2 separate regions of the Sus scrofa genome follow, and region 1 is linked to region 2. A link is a contact called in public promoter capture Hi-C data. All regions are on one chromosome and are shown on one strand. The core of a region is the stretch at or near the end of the contact, and the rest is flanking DNA. Distances in the headings are between cores, read along the strand shown.

Region 1 (5,884 bases), core at 3,215-5,714, 98 kb before region 2:
AGGCCAGAGGTTGGATTGGAGCTGCTTGACCTTTGCTAAGAACTCGGAGCTGCCTGGGGTTTGGAATTGAACTGGAAACAGAGGCAGAAGCCACCCCAGCATGAGAAAAGGAAAGCTCAAAGAACTGTGACGGGTTAAGCTGCTTTTAAGGAAATGAACCTTCACTTTCCTGCCCGGAAATTGTGTTTTTTGCTTCTATATGTTTCAAGTACACTGTAAAAATTACACCCGATAGGATTCACACAAGGGTGGGGGAAAACTACGAGTTGAAAGAGAAAGGACGGGCGGGGCAGGTATAAGGAAGGAGAGCGAGCGAAGAATTTGAGGGATGAGTCATCAAAAAGAAGCTGGGAAAGAGAGCGGAACTAGTAAGCAGAGCTCGGAAAGAGACGAGCATTCATTAGACACAAACCGTGTCAATCACATCTGCTCCACAAATGACCTGAGAGCCTCCCAGGCCTCTCAGACCGGAAAAAGGGTCTCAGTGGGCGGTCTCAAGGCTTTGAAATCGGAAAAGACAACGCGAGCAGCCGTCAGAGGAGTCTGATGCAGCGCCGTCAGGCTTCTTGGAAAGATGGCGTTTCCCATCAAGGTCACATGGCCGCTTTAGGGGTCTAAACGAAATACTGGTGAGAGTTATAGGAACAGCCGCCAAAGGATTCAGATTTTTCAGAAGCAGTCTCAAATCCAAAAAAATTTTTTTCCAATTAGACTTATGAGCACACATATTTATCAGAACATAGGTCCTAAAAGACATAAAAACAGTAATGTGAAAGGGTGGGGTTTCACTGGGGCTCTGCTCTCTCCAGGAGCAGGAAAGAGTGGGGATGTTTTTTTAGGACCTATGTCTGAGGTGACTGCAAAACTAGAAGGCAGCTGGGGGCTAGGCCAGAAGACAATGGGGGAAGCTGACTCTGCTGTGGACTGCCAAGCTCACCAGATCTATGTCAGGCTAAAGTCTAGGTAGTGTACAGAGTTCCCATCGTGGCTCAGTGGTTAATGAATCCAACTAAGAACGATGAGGTTGTGGGTTTGATCCCTGGCCTTGCTCAGCGGGTTAAGGATCTGGCGTTGCCTTGAGCTGTGGTGTAGGTTGCAGACACTGGCTTGGATCCCGCGTTGCTGTGGCATAGGCTTGGCAGCTACAGCTCTGATTAGACCCCTAGCCTGGGAATCTCCATATGCCGTGGGTGCCGCCCTAGAAAAGGCAAAAAGACAAAAAAAACGTCTAGGTAGCATGGTCTAACCTCTGGCCTCTCACCTCACCTGTTTTGCAAGTTGGCCCTGACACAAAAGGACTTGGTTGGGTGCCCTGTACCTTGTACCAGATAAGTTCACCTACAGTCAGGCTTTAGCTGATCCGGATAGGATAAGAAATGTTAGTTAACCCCTAAACTCATTTGTTTGTATGTTCTTTAGTTAGTTTTCTTATCTGTTAGTTTCCTAGCAAATGTTACTTTTTTAAAAAAATGGCAAGCCTGTTGTAGCTAAACTACAGGATAAAGAAGGAATTGTTAACTTTAGCTTCTTGGCTTCCACTACTGCTGATCTGTATTGTAGGATCCAGGGAAGAGCTGGGACAAAGAAAAGTAGTGATCTGATGAGCTCCCATTGTGGTTCAGTGATAACAAGCCCGACTAGTAACCATGAGGGTACGGGTTCGATCCCTAGCCTCATTCAGTGGGTTAAGGACCCGGCGTTGCTGTGAGCTGTGGCATAGGCTGGCAGCTGCAGCTCCAATTGACCCCTAGCCAGGGAACTTCCATATACCACAGGTGTGGCCATAAAAAGACAAAAAATTATTTAAAAAAAAGAAAAAGAAAGAAAGAAAGAAAGAAAGAAAAAGAAAATGCCATTTGGGAGTTCCCATTGTGGCTCAGCGGAAATGAATCCGACTAGTATCTATGAGGATGCAGCTTCCATCCCTGGCCTTGCTCAGCGGGTTAAGGATCTGGTGTTGCTGTGAGCTGTGGTGTAGGTCGTGGATGAGGCTCAGATCCCAAGTTGCTGTGGCTGTGGCTCAGGCAGCTAAAGCTCTGAATTGACCTACTAGCCTGATAAAAAAGAAAAAAAAGCAAAAGGAAAAGAAAAGAAAAAAGTAGTGATCTGAGACTTCTGATCTAGCTGATTCCTTCCTTTTGCACTTCAGCCATGTTCATGCTCGCACCTGCAACCCATACTCCAAACTGAGAGCTGGCCCAGGATTTCCCAGCACTCAGAAGAGCCTGCAAAGGCTATGCCTGAGAGGATAGGGCACAACAGAAAAGCAGGCTTCAAGGGTACCTGAGAATGCAGGCAGTGGAAGAGAGATTTACCTCTTCACTAGCTCAGTCTTCTCCTTACTCAGCTCTGGCCACTCGCTTTCAAGCCACCCCCTCAATCTATCCTTTGCTGTTATTCCATTGTGAGGCATCATCAGACCAATCCAGTTTCAGTTTTATTGATCACTTTTTTTTTTTTTGGTCTTTTTAGGGCCACACCCACGGCATATGGAGGTTCTCAGGCTAGGGGTCTAATTGGAGCTGCAGCAATGTGGGATCCTGGCCGCATCTGTGACCTACACCACAGCTCACGGCAACGCTGGATCCTTAATCCACTGAGCAAGGCCTAGGATCGAACCTGCAACCTCATGGTTCCTAGTCGGATTTTCTGCTGTGCCATGAAGGGAACTCCTTAGTGATTGCTTCGAATCTGTTCGAGAATGGGGTTTGAGGGGAAAAGGGGCCACCATCTGTTCTACTTCTCGAGCCCCCCCATTTCTTCCCCTCCCCCCATCTTTTAAAAGGGCTGGAGAAAGTCTAAGTGTAGCCTCAGGGAGCAGATTTCTTATGGAACAGTTTGGGCTCAGTCATTCTAGAAGAGTATAGCTCACTCAGGAGGAAACACTTAAACCTGAGTCCGTGGGGGAACCAGACCCTTTTACTGTTGTGACTCCCTTGGCCACCCTAGAGGCTCCAACAATGTCTCTTGGTCCAGGCTGAAAGAGAGCTCTTGTAGCGTCTGTTACAGATATTCAGGCCATCGTAAGAGAGTGTGTGTGAGTAGGGGATGGGTGGAGGGAGGGGGCCAGGGCGGGCAAACACAGTCCTGTAGTGCTTGGGAAAACACACATCTCCGGGGGTACCCTGGGGAAAATAGATTTCTCGAGAGAGGAAAGGATGGCGATGAGGCCTGCCTGGAGTAGCACTCTCCCTTTCTTCCTCTTCTTTTCTGTTACCCACATCCCAGAGTGCCTCGGAACAGCTGGCTCTACTCTGCTGGAAGGAAGTTAGCCCCATCCTAGATGCTGGGCAGCAGTACAGCGCTCTGCTCTGAACTGCGCGGCTTCAGGAGGGAAGGAGGCTGCTATATCCCATCTTGGACACCAGGTGGCACCAAATTATAACCATCACTCCAAAGAAACTGGCAGGAAATGGACCTTGAGAGTCCTTGAACTATTTTCCTCTCCCTCCCCGCTCCCCACATGGAATTGAAAAATAAGAGGCCTTTTAGATATGGTGGATAACTTTCATTCAGTAAAAACACTTGAGTCCTTAATCTCCCAGCTGAAGATTCCTAGGATTTAAATGCAGCCTTACTCCCCACCCTTCCCAGCTGCAGATAAGGAAAATGGTGACTTTCTTGGAATCATTTCAGATGCCTCCACTCTCCAGAAGAGTTGTTTTTCTCCAAGATGGTCAGCTGAAGAGTAGCAGACATGAGACTCAGGAGGCCCTGCTCAAATGCTGGGCCTCCTTCCAAAGGGCTGAGTGTTCTCTCATGGGCATGGCCATGTCTAAACAAGTTGTGATGTGGCCCACCAGCCTCATGGCCTCTGACAGTCAGACTGCACTGCTTCCAGCCCCTCAAACGTGCTGCACAAGTTCCCATTCCCAGGCTCCTTCACCTGGAATGCTGTCCTCTCTCAGCCATTTCTGTCAGATCCAACCCACTTGTTGAGGGGTAGATAGAACTCCAGGAAGCCTTCCTTCATTTCCTCCAGTCTGAAGGGACCTCCACCTTTCAAAATTACCATAACATAACAACCTGTGCCGTTTGCCCTATTCTACTTTATATTACAGTTGCTCACAAAGTTGTGAACTCCCCAAGGGCAGGGACCATATCTTCTTTATCTTTTTAGACCCTATAGTGATGAACACAGTAGACACTCAATAAGTAATGATCATATCTTACATTTGTATGGTGCTTATAGTTTACAAAGCACATTCACATCCATTTTCTCGTTTAATCCTCACAACAACCCTGTGAGGTAGGTATTTTCAGCTCGATTTTACAGATGAGCAAACAGACCCAGAGAAAAGTTAAAGAATTTGCCCAGGGTCATACAGCTGGAAGGAGGCAGAGATGTGTCAGAAAGTGCAGGCTTTCTGACCCTAAATTCAGTTCTTTCAACTTTCTCTACCTGAGTTGGTGGCTGGAAATTCCTTTGTGGAGACTGAGGTCATGGAACTCATCATGGGACTGGGGGAAAGGGAGGGCAAGATCTAAAGGTCACGCTCCTTTCATCTCTGCTCCCTTTGCTCTCCTCTCCCTTGTTTCCAAAGAGGATTTCAGAACGCGATCTTACTTTAAGAATGTCCTGGTGTGAGATGTCCTTGTGGATAAGGGGAAAAAATGTGGGGTGAAGATAGGACAGTAAGGTGTATTCACAGCCGGTGACTAATGGATCTTTGGAGGCCTGAAGGGAGGTCCCTGGCCTGTCCAATAATTTAATTAAGGACTTGGATCAGGACATTGATGGCATGCTGATCAAATTTGTAAATGACATGATGCTGGTTTCAGGAAGAGCCCAAGAGGCCACAAGGAACCAGGAAAATGAAACGTAAAGTTTCAAAGTCGAGTTCGTCAAAAGCAAATGCTTAAGTGCCAGGTAGGAGAGAGGTGACTCGACGTGAAAAGGTTTCAGGTGTTTGAAGTGCCTGTAAGCTCATGATTTTTTTATGCTAGCTCCTGGAAATGCTAATGAATTCGGGGCTAGGATGTAGGAGATTACAGCTGTGCTTTCTTCTCTGCTCAGTAGACCACAGCACAGGACTGTTCTTTAGCCTTGGACATCACATAAGGACAGGGGCATTAACAACCTGGAATAGGCACAAAAGACAGAGACCAGGAGTGTGCGAGGGCTTCAGAATCATCGCGTATGAACCGGCAGAGGAGCTGTTTAACCTGGAGAAGGGATCAACAAGGGGATAGCGGAGGTTTGGGATCAAGTTTTCAAATATTGGAAGGCTCATCATATAGAAGAAGGATTCGTCTTGTTTTGCTCTATAAGAGGGGCAAAGGGCATGTGTTCTGGGAAAACATATTTTGACTCAAACTAAGGAAGAACTTTATGATGGTTCAAGATGACCAAATATTATGCAATGGTCTGCTTTGAAAGGACACGATATTCCCATCACTGGAGGTATTTAAACAGAGACAAGATAACGATTTGGCAAGGCAGTTGCAGAGGGAATCAAGCACCAGATCATAAGGGTGAGGAATTAGGCAATCATTAAGCCGGCTTCTGACACTGTAATTTGGGGATTCAATTCAGGGGTAGGGGTCGGGGCTGGAGGTGAAAATAGTTGTGGCCCTCAGAGTAGGTACCTCTTCACCCGTTATTATCTCTGCTTCCAGCCTACCCCATGCATAGGCTCCAAAATTTTTTTTCTGAATACTTTATCATGAGACTTTCCAGCTCACGTATCATAGAATCCAGTAATGCTAGAGGTCATCCGGCTCAGTCCTTTATCAGACACTTCCTTTGCCTTTGAATCACCCACATGGCATGGTTGTCCGATCACTCGTTGGTTCTCGCTGGTGATGGGGAGCTGCTTCCCTTTTGGGGTAGTCCCTCTAATTTCACAGAGTATTACCAATTATTAGAAAGGGCTTACTAACA
Region 2 (5,457 bases), core at 2,289-4,788:
CCACCACCACATGGAGGTAACTACCACTAACATTTTGATTTATATCCCTCTAGTCTTTAAAAATTATTATATATATATCATACACAGTAACACAAATATCACATTACAATATTCTTTCCAGCTTTTTCCCCCCACTTTTTCTTGGGTATTATTCCATACCAATGAGTGTAGAACTCTATTTTAAATGGATACATAGGAGAACCTTGACTTTGGTCATTTACACAAGACACAGAGTTTTATGATCAAAGTGAAAATTCTGGCGTTCTCTTTCAGTGGAGCAGATTAAGGATCCGGCATTGTCTATCCAGCATTGTTACCACTGTGGCCTGGGTCACTTCTTCGATCCCTGCCCTGGGAGCTTCCATGTGCTATGGGCACAGCCAAAAAATTTATTTTTGAGCCCAAAGTTTTGATAACATTTAACACTTAAAAAAATACAAAAGTACTTAAACATAAATGAAGTGAAAATGAAAAACAACTCGGAGTTCCCATTGTGGTGCAGTGGTTAACGAATCCGTCTAGGAACCATGAGGTTGTGGGTTTGATCCCTGGCCTCGCTCAGTGGGTTAAGGATCCGGTGTTGCTGTGAGCTGTGGTGTAGGTCGAAGACGTGGCTCGGATTCCACATTGCTGTGGCTGTGGCATAGGCCAGCAGCTACAGCTCTGATTAGACCCCTAGCCAGGGAACCTCCATATGCCTCAGGTGTGGCCCTAGAAAAGGTGAAGACAAAAAACTAAAAATAAAATAAATAAAAAAATGAAAAACAACTCTTCTTGCTGTCCCTGACACCTGTTCTCCAGAGACAACCAGTATTACAAGTTTATTGAGGTCAAAGATTAAAAAAAAAAAAATACATACTGCCAGGTGCCTTCCAGAAAGATTGTATGGATATACACACTCATCGATACTACATGCCTTCACCAACTTTTAAATATTCTGAACTTGTCTCTTCTCATTTTTCTTTGTACACTGTATGCTGATGATTCCCAAGTCTCTAACCTTGATCACACCCTCGAGCTCCAGGCCAGTGTTTCCAGTTGCCTCCTGGACATCTGGATGTCCTACAGACACTCCAGATTTATCTAAACTGCACTCATTGTCTTCCTTCCCAAACTTACTCTTCTTTCTATAATTCCATTTTTTTTTTTGTCTTTTTAGGGCCGCACCTGCGTCATGTGAAGGTTCCCAGGCTAGGGTTGAATCTGAGCTGCAGCTGCCAGTCACAGCAACACAGGATCCTAGCAGCTTCTGCGACCTACACCACAGCTCATGGCAATGCCGGATCCTTAACCCATTGAGCAAGGCCAGGGATCAAACCTGTGTCCCCATGGATGCTAGTCAGATTCGTTTCTGCTGAACCACAATAGGAACTCCCTGTCATTCCAATTTTGATTGGTAGTACCAGCATCCACCTAGTTACCTAAATCAGAAGCCTAGGAGTCATTGTATCTATTTGTTCCCTCTCCCCTCAAATAGCAGTAATAGCTAATAGTTACTGAACACTTACTGTTAGCACATATTTAATTTAATTTAATTCTCACAAAAACCCCAGAGGTAGCTTTTAGTCTTATTTCCATTTTACAGAGGAGGAAAACTTGTTGGATAACATGTTCAAGGTCATACAGCTAAGGGAGTTCCTGTTGTGGCTCAGCAGTAAGGAACCCAACCAGTATCCATGAGGACTTGGGTTCGATCCCTGGCCTTGCTCAGTGATTTAAGGATTCAGTGTTGCCTTGAGCTGTGGTGTATGTCACAGATGTGGCTTGGATCCCACACCCCTAGCCAGGGGACTTCCACGTGCCGTGGGTGTGGCCCTTAAAAAAATGATATACAGCTATTAAGCAAGGATTTAAACTCAGGCAGCCTAAGTCCATAGCCCACATATTTAAGCTCTATACTATATTACCACTATATCTAATCAAATACAACTCCTATTTTATTTCCTTGATCTCAGCCTTTTCCCTTTTCTCCATTCCCACCACCTGATCCATGTGCTACCATATGTACGTTCATAATTGGTCACATTTAACTCAACTACATTTTCCATCTTGCCTGCAAAAGAATCCTTCTAAAACACAAATCTGATCATGTCTTTTTTCTGTTGAAGATCTTTCTGTGGCTCCCTATTGCCTTCATCATAAAGTCAAAGATCCTTTGCTTTAAATAGAAGGATCCTCTTCTGCCCATCCCCAGCCAGCCTACCTCTCTAAGTACTTCCATTACACAACCTGAATTGATGACAATTTCCTAAAATATCATGCTGTTTCTTAGCTGGATGCCTTTGCATATGCTATTCCTTCTGCAAGAAATTACCTTTCCCCATTTCTACTCCTGGTTGTCTTTTACATCTTTTCATGTGTGTCAAACTCACATAGTTCCTCCTCCAGGAAGCCTTCCCTAACTCCTCCAAGTATTCATGTCCTCTGCACTGCTTTGAACATTCATTTATTTTGTATTTGTCACATTATCATAGTTTTATTCACTTATCTCCCTTTCTAGAATGTTAACTCCTTGAGGGCAGGGACTCTTACTGAACTCTAGGTCTTTAGTATTTAGCACGGTGCCTGACACATGAGTAGTTGCTTAGGAGATATCAGTTAAATTGAATTAAATAACTTAATTGTGAAATTATAGGACCTTGTACTCCGTTGAAAGAATTTCAGGCATAAATGACATGGGAATTTTTTTTTTTTTTTTTTGAGCAGAAGAGTGCTGGTGCAAAGAGGAGAAAGGATGACCTAAAATTAGCACTATTGATATGGGCGCTACTCCCTTTAAATGGGCTATGTGTAAATTTGTCATATAAATACTAGTATTTCTATAGATATTCTCATGAAGACACATATTCTATCTCCATTACGGGCTGCAAGCAAGCAACCTCAGAGTGCCAAGTGTGGAGTTTTGCAGAATAGAAATAGAAGGTATTGAAAGAAATGCCCTTGGTTTGCTGAGAACACTTGAAATTAGCTTTTATGTGGCAACAAGTGGAGGATAAAGATATGCCCAAATTTTCCTAAGAAGTGAGAATGAGAAATCGTCTTTTTTGACCTCATGCTCACTGCTTTTTTGGCACCATAAATAGGGCTCAATTGCGTGTGAAATGAATTGAAACTATCAGTAGCACAAGTGGCTGGGCTGCGTTCTAGGTTCTTAATACTATTGTCGGAACCCCACCCTCCGGAGACCACCCTTCTACTTTCGTGCAAAACCGGTACTTATTCAGGTCACGGGGCTTCGGCCTATCACTGCAGAATCCAAGCTTGCGGGGCAGTGCCCACTGCAGATTGACGCATGGTGTAAGACAATTTCTTGGGCTGAGGAGCAGCGATTGGCGGATCTCGCCTATAGTGCTTCCCAGGACACTAGGGGTGTGCGTATTGGAAATGCAGGTTCCGGGGCGGCCAGTAACACCGCCCGGAAGTCTGAATGAGGCCTCCTCCGACAGCACTTCCAAACGACCTCATGGCCGCTATTCAGAGTGCCCGGCCCCGGGCAGCGGCAGCGTGCGCGTGCGTGCGTGCGTGCGTGGGCGCGCGTACGCGGTGCCGCCGTCAGTAGGTTGGCTGGTTATTTTGCAAGCGGGAGGGGCCGTGCGCGCTCCTGCCTCCGGCTTCTGTCCCCCACCCCCCCTTCCCCGGTCCCGGTTTCTCCTTCGGAAAGATGTCGGACACGGCAGTAGCTGACACTCGGCGCCTTAACTCGAAGCCGCAGGACCTGACCGACGCTTACGGGCCGCCAAGTAACTTCCTGGAGATCGACATCTTTAATCCACAGACGGTGGGCGTGGGCCGGGCGCGCTTCACCACCTATGAGGTTCGCATGCGGGTGAGTCACGGGGTGAGGGAGACAGCTGAGGGAGGACCGGGCGGCTGGGCGGGGAGGAGGCTGCCATAGGGACGGCTAATGGTGGAGAAGGCACTTGAGGGGTCATTTGGGGGTTGGGGTGTTACAGGTTTGCAGAGAGGTCTGCACATTCGGTTGTGGCCCGAGGATACAGAAAACTCCTGAGGGGGACATCAGACTGGCTTGAGGGAAAGCAAGTAGCCATGAGCAAGAAATGAAGCATGACTGAAGGCGGTAGGGAGGATGGAGAGGATTAGAGTGATATATTCAAGGAAATAGGGATCAGAACTGTAGCAACACAAGGGGTTAAGGAAGAGTGGAAAAGAGCTGGTGATGGCAAGCCAAGGCGGGGGTCCCATTACTAAACTAGGTTGTGGGAAGTCAACCTGAAGAGGGGGAACCGGAAGGCCTGGCTTCCTCCTAATGAGGTCTCCCTGGATGATGGCGTTAAGCAGAGCCTGGATTAAAGGGAAGAGAGACACCAGGAAAGGAAGACAGTGGGCTTGGTGGAGAGACTCTTCTAGGAGAGTCCCCTTGGACTGAGTGCTTCCCAGACTTGCGTAGAATTAACATCTGAAGGAGAGAAGTGTTTTATGCTTAAGTTTTCTCAGGTACTACATGCTCACTGGAAAACCTGACCTTGCACTCAGATTGGTGGCTTGTTAGTTGCTGCCCTCATCCTGTGCTGACCCTTTAGATTTGAAGTATCCAGAATGTTTATTTCAATATTTACTGGCTCTCATTTGGGTTTTCTGTATATAAATGGCCGTTTGCCCTTTCTGCTCTAGGTTAACCTTTTGGATTCATTATATTAATCCCTGGTCTGTATTTAACTTTAACATCTGACATTTCAAGACTGCCCCAGGAATGGCTTCTTCCAGTGTGCACTACAGAGGACTTTATTCTCTAGTTCTTAGTCCACAACGCTAGGGTGGAATGTGCAGAGTACATGGTTTGCAGGTTCTTTGGCCCCATTGAAGTGGTTACAGGCAAAAAGTTTGAGAGCCGTTTTCTAATTTTCCTTATGTTTTCTTCTCAGACTAGAGGGCCAGAATATTCTCTATGGACAGCATGCTGCTCAAACAGCATTTGAAGACCTAAAAGAGTGTATGTGCTTTCATTTTTGATTGAATGAATTGAATGAGAGAGTGTGCTCTCCCATCTGGGTTTTTGAAATCAAATTGAGAAATGATCATCTCCAAATTCAAGTTTGGAGAAGTCCAAACTGAAGAAACGCTGATAGCAAAAAATGAGAAAAACTTCTCTATATCAGGACTGTTCGAAATCATCTCTCTGGGGAAGAATGGGAGGTAGATCCCTCAAAATATGATAAAAGCTGGGAATTGTTAGTGGTAGAGAACCTAATTACCTGAGGAAGCCTGGGCGTAACTTGTTCATTTTAAGAACTCTGCTGTAGGGTTTTGAAGACATTGTCTTGATGTATAACCCAAGAACCATAGGGATTATGAACGGAATTGTTCTCTTCTTCAGACTAGTAATAACTGCAGGGACTGTTCATCTGGTGCCTACTGTGAGCCAGGCACTGAATTACGTTTTAGTTTTTTTTTTTTTTTTTCTATCTTTTTAGGGCTGCACCCGAGGCATATGGAGGT

Evidence for each region. Promoter capture Hi-C pulls out the DNA fragments that hold promoters and counts their contacts.
Region 1: a contact with region 2 is called in a promoter capture Hi-C map of liver, with 5 times the contacts expected there. The contact joins the enhancer-like site here to the promoter of SNX12 in region 2. A contact is called at or near these places in 1 of 5 promoter capture datasets (liver), 3 of 47 Hi-C or Micro-C datasets (alveolar macrophages, heart right ventricle and liver) and 2 of 2 datasets of contacts at active chromatin or transcription factors (alveolar macrophages and skeletal muscle).

The regions. Positions count from the first base shown.
Region 1 is chrX:57,205,466-57,211,349 of Sscrofa11.1, reverse strand. No RefSeq gene overlaps it. Among named protein-coding and RNA genes, the nearest start is that of GJB1, 34 kb to the left of the region's middle. Within about 2 kb of position 4,464, at least 9 of the 83 cell types and tissues checked have an H3K27ac peak or open chromatin away from gene starts, as enhancers often do. A contact at or near this core is called in alveolar macrophages and liver, where this site is marked.
Region 2 is chrX:57,106,717-57,112,173 of Sscrofa11.1, reverse strand. It overlaps SNX12 (sorting nexin-12), which reads left to right and starts at 3,538. Exons shown (of 4, transcript XM_001928070.5): 1 at 3,538-3,826. The coding sequence starts at 3,662.